Regions from separate parts of the Zea mays genome. Here region 1 is linked to region 2. A link is a contact called in public Hi-C data. All regions are on one chromosome and are shown on one strand. The core of a region is the stretch at or near the end of the contact, and the rest is flanking DNA. Distances in the headings are between cores, read along the strand shown. Region 1 overlaps LOC109942018 (a long non-coding RNA gene). Region 2 holds the start of LOC100304080 (solute carrier family 2, facilitated glucose transporter member 8).

Region 1 (3,292 bases), core at 174-2,673, 150 kb after region 2:
GCCTCGGGCTCGATGGGCCTGGGCTTGCCGAGGGAGGAGTGCTACACCGGATAAGCGCCCAGTTGATGCCCTCGAAGAACGGCTGCTGCCCCTCTTCACGTAATCACGCCCAACAGACCTTTGATCAGATTCCTGCTTGCGTTGCTCGTCCTGGGATAGTCTCCGGGATCTTGAGCTGCTGGCCGACGACGTTAAACACCATGGCACGGTTTGTCTGTCCCTTGAACATTGTCTTGTCGTACATGAGCTTGTTCAGAAGTTGTCGAACAAACACCAGTTCACCGCGCTGTCGTGGCCCTCGCTACTGGCTCCTTCCAGCAGGCCTTCGATCAGGTTTAGGTCCCTGCTCGTGTTGCTCATCCCGGCTCCGGGGCAGTCTGCGAACTTGAGCTGTTGGCCGACGACATTGAACAACAGCATGGCGTTGTTCGTCTCTGCCCCTTGAACGACATCTGCTCTTGCAGGAAGATGTCGAACGTCCACCAGTCCACCGCGCTACCGTGGCCCTCGCCACCGTCCGACCGCACGACACACACTTCTGCGTGGTGCCGCCCCACGCCGCCGACATCCCCTTGTCGTCACCGCCCTCCTACTCTGTCATGCACTCATGCTCGCGATACAGAAGCGAAGGACCGGGGTGGAAGAAGAAGAGAGGGAAAAAGAAAGAGGCGATGGCAATGGATGGGGTGGATCTATGGAGAGGACGAGACAGGAGCAGGGTCATCCGGCGGGACGCGGATCAGGACCACCTCTACGAACTCGGCGAATCCAAGCGGTGATCTGCATCAGAGGTGCAGGTTTTTTTTTGTGTTTATTTTGATGACGTGACGAAGACGACTATTTGTAGCTGGATCGGATCACGACGACTAAGGGGCCGTACGGTTACTACGCAACGGAGCCCCCGGAGCAATTCCTATCCAAATTATTTCTCTAATTTATATAAGTTTTGATTAGCTGGAATAATTTCTGGTGTATTCCTGTGCAAACGAACATGGCCTAAATTCTAGCCCCTTTCTCTACGGCGTGCAGGTTGATTTCTAAAAAAGTGAAATGAAGTTTCTGTAAAAAGGGATGACGCGGGACGAAACTGATGCTTTAATATAGCAGAGATATTGGTTCGGTTTGTGTTATATAATTAAGTTGTTTTAACTTTTATAGATATATAGCTTATGTTATTTATCCAGACATAGTTATAAATATGATAAAAGTCAAACAAAATAATTTATAAGTAATTTGGAACGGTTGAAGGCAGGAGTATTGTCTTTTATGAGCAACGTAACGTACAGTCGTACACACAAACACCTATAGCTCGTTTAGTTGTAGACACTGAAGCCTAGAATTCGGAATTGGAAATGGCTGGCCCAAATTCCAGCGTTTGGGTGTCCCTAGAATTGAAGGTCGAAAATGTAGCCAGTTTCCCAATGGTATTCGGCCCAGCTAAAACACCCAAGTACCAATTCCGAGTTGTCCTGCTGCGTATTGATTGGTATTGTATCTGAGGCCATTTCTCGTGCCGTCAGAACAATGATATTGAATCCGAAGCCATTTCAATTACCACTCAGGCACTCAGTATTGATATTGCTCCCATTTCAATTCCACGGCTCTCAATATCGACATCCAAACAGAGACCTAGTAGATGGCGCCCACTGTCCTTTTCAACTGGTACTAATACTGATTTTACTGCTTCTGACAGAGTCAGCTAATTACTCACCCTTCCAAAAAAAAAAATGCAGCCACTAACCAAACGGATGTCGCTTCGCTTGGCAGCATTAGCAATTGTCCTGCACCCATTGTTTGCTTTGGCACGGTGCTCGCTTCTCTTACCACTGGCTGGTTATTATATGAGTATTACTTCGATCAATAACAACCGCACAAGAAGAGGAGGAACGGACAGGAACGACCGAGCGGGCCTTGAGGAAGATGACGCCGGTGGGTGCTCGGAGGGAGGCCGCCTCGCGGAGGATGGGGCATGCGTACCGCGGCCTCCTTCGCCTCGATGCTCAGATCCTCCATGGCAGTCAGCCTCCATTGATGCCGCAGTAGCAACCTGCGCACCACTCCCATGAATCGCCTCTGAATCCGGTGGGAGGAGGGTGCGGTGGCGACTGACGATGGGAGACGGAGAAATCGCGAGGATGGCTGGTGCGGGTATGGTGTGGGTGTGTGGCTTCGGGGGAGACCTAGTAGAGGTGGATGTGGCGGCGCGGTTCGGAGTCAGAAGGCAATCTTGTGTGCGGTGCGGCGTGGAGGCAAAGACAGGAGGTGAGAGAAAGAGGTAGGAGGAGGCGAGGAAAATTGATCCATCCTTGCGGAGGTGTCGTTTGGAACGTCGAGCGGACGTGCGCCGGAGTGCGGATTAATTTGAAATATGACGTAGCAGGAGGATCGTCGAAATTGGTATTTAATATAGTAGAGATATAGACTACTGGTACTTATTTTACTGTTTATGACAGAGTCAGCAAATTACTCACCCTTAAAAAAAATCCCACCACTAACCAGCATTAACAATTAAATACCCTTAACCAGCATTATCCATCATCCGAATTTGCATCCGACGGTCGTGGATTCTAGTTGTCTGAATGTCCTAGTGGGTTCACGTACCCTTCCACACCTCGCCGCATTCGTCTCTCGGATGTGGCTCCTTCCCACTAATTACATTTCTATTTTCGGAGGCGGCTGGCATCGTTTACCATTCAGACCCCCATCCGAGTTGGAAGAGTGGCCGAGGTTGGGAGCTAAGGGTCTCCGGATGATGGATCCGAAGCAGCGGAGTCAAGGATGGGACAGGAGAGGACCCCGTGATCAGCAGGTGACTCCCCTATGGGGAAGAAATCGGAATCTGAGCTGGCGGCTCAGATAACCTCTGGGTAGGGGAGGCCCCAAGGTTATTCTCCCGAGGTCGTCGACATCAGGGGAAATCGAGAGCGCATGTACTCCTAATCCCATTGCCCCATCATCGCTTACTGAGATTGATTCGGGAAGGAAATTGTTCTGTCAGAAATGTGGGGATGAAGGTCATCATGCTAGAGACTGTAGCAAAAATTTATGGTGTGAGATTTGTAGGAAAGACACCCATGTTACGGCGAAGTGTGTTTGGCCTAAACAGACCAAACCGACCATGCCTATAGTCGGGATGGCAGCTGATGGATTAGGCTTCTACATGATGCAATTTGCTAAATCTCAACTCAAAAAACCAAAACCTAATGCCTTAGGTTTGGTAAAAGTACTGGAGGGAGGAGTCTCTGCAGAAGATTTGGTAAAGGACTTTGACTTCCATTTCCTGTGGGGACGT
Region 2 (3,411 bases), core at 436-2,935:
CAAAAAAGTGCGACAAAAGCCTCTAAGCGAGTGCCAACACTCCCTTTGAGGCTCGAGGGCTCGTGTCGGGGACCATAATTAGGGGTACCCCCAAGACTCCTAATCTCAGCTGGTAACCCCCATCAGCACAAAGCTGCAAAGGCCTGATGGGCGCGATTAAGGTCAAGGCTCAGTCCACTCAAGGGACACGATCTCGCCTCGCCCGAGCCCAGCCTCGGGCAAAGGCAGCCGACCCCGGAGGATTCACGTCTCGCCCGAGGGCCCCCTCAAGCAACGGACACACCTTCGGCTCGCCCGAGGCCCAGTCTTCGCAGAGAAGCAACCTTGGCCAGATCGCCACGCCAACCGACCGTATTGCAAGAGCATTTAATGCGAGGATCGCCTGACACCTTATCCTGACGCGCGCTCTTCAGTCGACAGAGACGAAGTGACCGCAGTCACTTCGCCGCTCCACTGACCGACCTGACAAGAAAACAGCGCCGCCTGCGTCGCTCCGACTGCTGTGCCACTCGACAGAGTGAGGCTGACAACAGCTAAGTCCAGCCTCGGGCGCCATAGGAAGCTCCGCCTCGCCCGACCCCAGGGCTCAACCTCGACGCTGGACGACGGACTCCGCCTCGCCCGACCCCAGGGCTCGGACACAGCCTCGGCCTCGGAAGATGTACTTCGCCTCGCCCGACCCCAGGGCTCGGACTCAACCACGACTTAGAAGACGGAGAACTCCGCCTCGCCCGACCCCAGGGCTCGGACTCAGCCTCGGCTCCGGAAGACGATGGACTCCGCCTCGCCCGACCCCAGAGCTCGGACTCGACCTCGACCTCGGAGGAGCCTCCGCCTCGCCCGACCTAGGGCTCGGACCGACCACGTCATAGGGGGGCCATCATTACCCTACCCCTAGCTAGCTCAGGCTACGGGGAACAAGACCGGCGTCCCATCTGGCTCGCCCGGGTAAACAAATAATGATGGTGCCCCGCGTGCTCCATGACGACGGCGGCTCTCAGCCCCTTACGAAAGCAAGGAGACGTCAACAAGGATTCGATAGTCCCGACAGCTGTCCTTCCACAGGGCCCAAGCGCTCCTCCGACGGCCACGACATCACATGAACAGGGTGCCAAAACCTCTCCGACTGCCACGACGGCATGTACTTAGGGCTCTAGCTCCTCTCTGCTAGACACGTTAGCACACTGCTACACCCCCATTGTACACCTGGACCCTCTCCTTACGCCTATAAAAGGAAGGTCCAGGGCTCTTGTACGAGAAGGTTGGCCGCGCGGGAGAACGGGCCGACGCATAAGGCTCTCTCTCTCCCACGCGAACGCTTGTAACCCCTACTGCAAGCGCATCCATCCGCCCTGGGCGCAGGACAACACGAAGGCCGCAGGTTTCCCCTTACTATTCTCCCCCTTTGTGTCTCGTCTCGCGCCGACCCATCTGGGCTGAGACACGCAGCGACAATTTACTCGTCGGTCCAGGGACCCCGGGGGTTGAAACGCCGACCGCCAACATGCGGCCCACTCGTCGGAGACTGAATGGATGGGAGAGGCATAACCATGGTGCACGCGGTCTACACTAAAGTCTTATAGAGTAGTAGAGATTATATTATGTTTTAGTTATATTTTATATTTAAAGTACCGTGAGGTGAGGGTTGTACTTAAAAACTAGCCAAGCGGCCAAGCGGCGGTTCTGCGCTCTGACATTCGCCTCGGCCTCTCTCGGCCGGCCTCTTCGTTTCCTCCTCCCAGCCGACCGGCCAGCCAGCCAGACCCACCCACCGCCGATCCCCACGCAAGGGGAACAGGAGAGGAAACAAACCCAGCCTCGTACGCGGAAGGCCTGCCTGGTGATCGACGATCGTCGTGCTCGTGGTGGCGGGTCCGGCGTGCGAGCGAGCGAGCGCGGCGCGCATGGCGAGCGACGGCGACCACGGCGGCGCGCTGCAGAAGCCGCTCTTGCCGAAGGCGCCCAGGAGCGGGGGCTGGTTCCGGAAAGGTACGAGCACGGCGCGCCTCGGCGCCGCCGCTGCCGGCACCTCGTCCAAGGCCGCAGCGCTGCGGCCGCCGCACCACGTGCCCGCGCTACTCTGCACGCTCGTCGTCGCGCTCGGCACCGTCCAGTTCGGCTTCACCAGCGGGTACTCGTCGCCGGCGCAGGACGGCGTCACGCGGGACCTCGACCTCTCCATCTCCGAGGTACCTACCTGTACTGTACCTCCTGGCTGCAGCCTCTGCGCCGTGCCTGGCTTCACGATCGGCCTCAAAACCGAACGAGCAAACAACTGACGGAGCTCCGTCGCCCCCCGCAGTTCTCGGTGTTCGGCTCGCTGTCCAACGTGGGCGCCATGGTCGGGGCGATCGCCAGCGGCCAGATGGCCAAGTACGTTGGCCGCAGAGGGGTGAGAACCGAAACCACAGCTCTGCTTCTTCTTTTTTTTTTTCATTTTCTACGACCTTGTTTCCTCGCCGTGCAGAGAGAGAGAGAGAGAGAGAGAGAGAGAGAGAGAGAGAGAGAGAGAGAGAGAGAGAGAGAGAGTTAACAGTAGATTAGACTAAGACTGAGGTGCTGTTTGGTTGCGTAATGCGCAGGTTAAGCGCATAATCTTACCCCGCTACTCCCTACCCGCACACACTGTTTGTTGTTTGGTGGTCTATGATGCCCGTACCTTTTTTTTTTGGGTGTGTTTCTGATGACTCTGTGCAGAGGATTGACAGCACTGCTGGCCACATACTTAAAATTTAATCAGAGTTTATACCAAAGTCAAAAAAACACTAGAGTAGAGTAAGAACTTTTGGTTGCGTAAAGGAAACGCGCACGTCAAGGGATGGACTACGCGCTTTTTTAGCCAGTCATAATAAAAGAAAACGATTCCAAGGTCTCCCTATCCGCGGTGACAAGAAAACTCAATCAGTTAGACTGAGCTTTTCATCGGACGTCTATCCCACCGTCAGTAACATTTCGCACACGCCTTAACGATAACGACCAGGCAAGACAGAGCTGGTTTCACTGCAGACGCTTCCATCGATGGAAGAAGAGACGTTTCGTGCTGAAGCTTCGGTGCTAGCTCTCTTCTACACTAACTGCTAGCTCTGCTTGGTAACTCTTTCGCAGTCACTGATGATTGCGGCGGTTCCGAACGTCATGGGCTGGCTCGCGATCTCCCTGGCAAGGGTATGTCGCTAGTCGCTACTACGTGTGTCGGTTTATCTCCACTCGTTGTCTTCACAGATGACAGCATCGGCTTTGATGGCCGTCAATGTCTGCTCTGCTCTGCAGGACACTTCGTTTCTGTACGTGGGGAGGTTGCTGGAAGGATTCGGTGTCGGCGTCATCTCCTACGTGGTTAGTACTGTGATAAAACTCCATGCCTTGCCTGGTTATATATTATGCGTGCCTTGAGACTACAAGCACTGCCGC

Evidence for each region. Hi-C and Micro-C count contacts between places; a contact is called where the count stands out from the background.
Region 1: a contact with region 2 is called in a Hi-C map of leaf, with 5 times the contacts expected there. The contact joins the enhancer-like site here to the promoter of LOC100304080 in region 2. A contact is called at or near these places in 6 of 25 Hi-C or Micro-C datasets (bundle sheath, ear, leaf and 1 more).

The regions. Positions count from the first base shown.
Region 1 is chr8:73,093,743-73,097,034 of Zm-B73-REFERENCE-NAM-5.0, forward strand. It overlaps LOC109942018 (a long non-coding RNA gene), which reads left to right. Exons shown (of 2, transcript XR_002264646.2): 2 at 1-226. Among protein-coding and RNA genes, the nearest start is that of LOC109942018, 4.3 kb to the left of the region's middle. Within about 2 kb of position 1,424, at least 16 of the 20 cell types and tissues checked have an H3K27ac peak or open chromatin away from gene starts, as enhancers often do. A contact at or near this core is called in bundle sheath, ear, leaf and 1 more, where this site is marked.
Region 2 is chr8:72,941,865-72,945,275 of Zm-B73-REFERENCE-NAM-5.0, forward strand. LOC100304080 (solute carrier family 2, facilitated glucose transporter member 8) reads left to right here and starts at 1,686. Exons shown (of 17, transcript NM_001165581.3): 1 at 1,686-2,189; 2 at 2,303-2,392; 3 at 3,106-3,165; 4 at 3,271-3,336. The coding sequence starts at 1,905.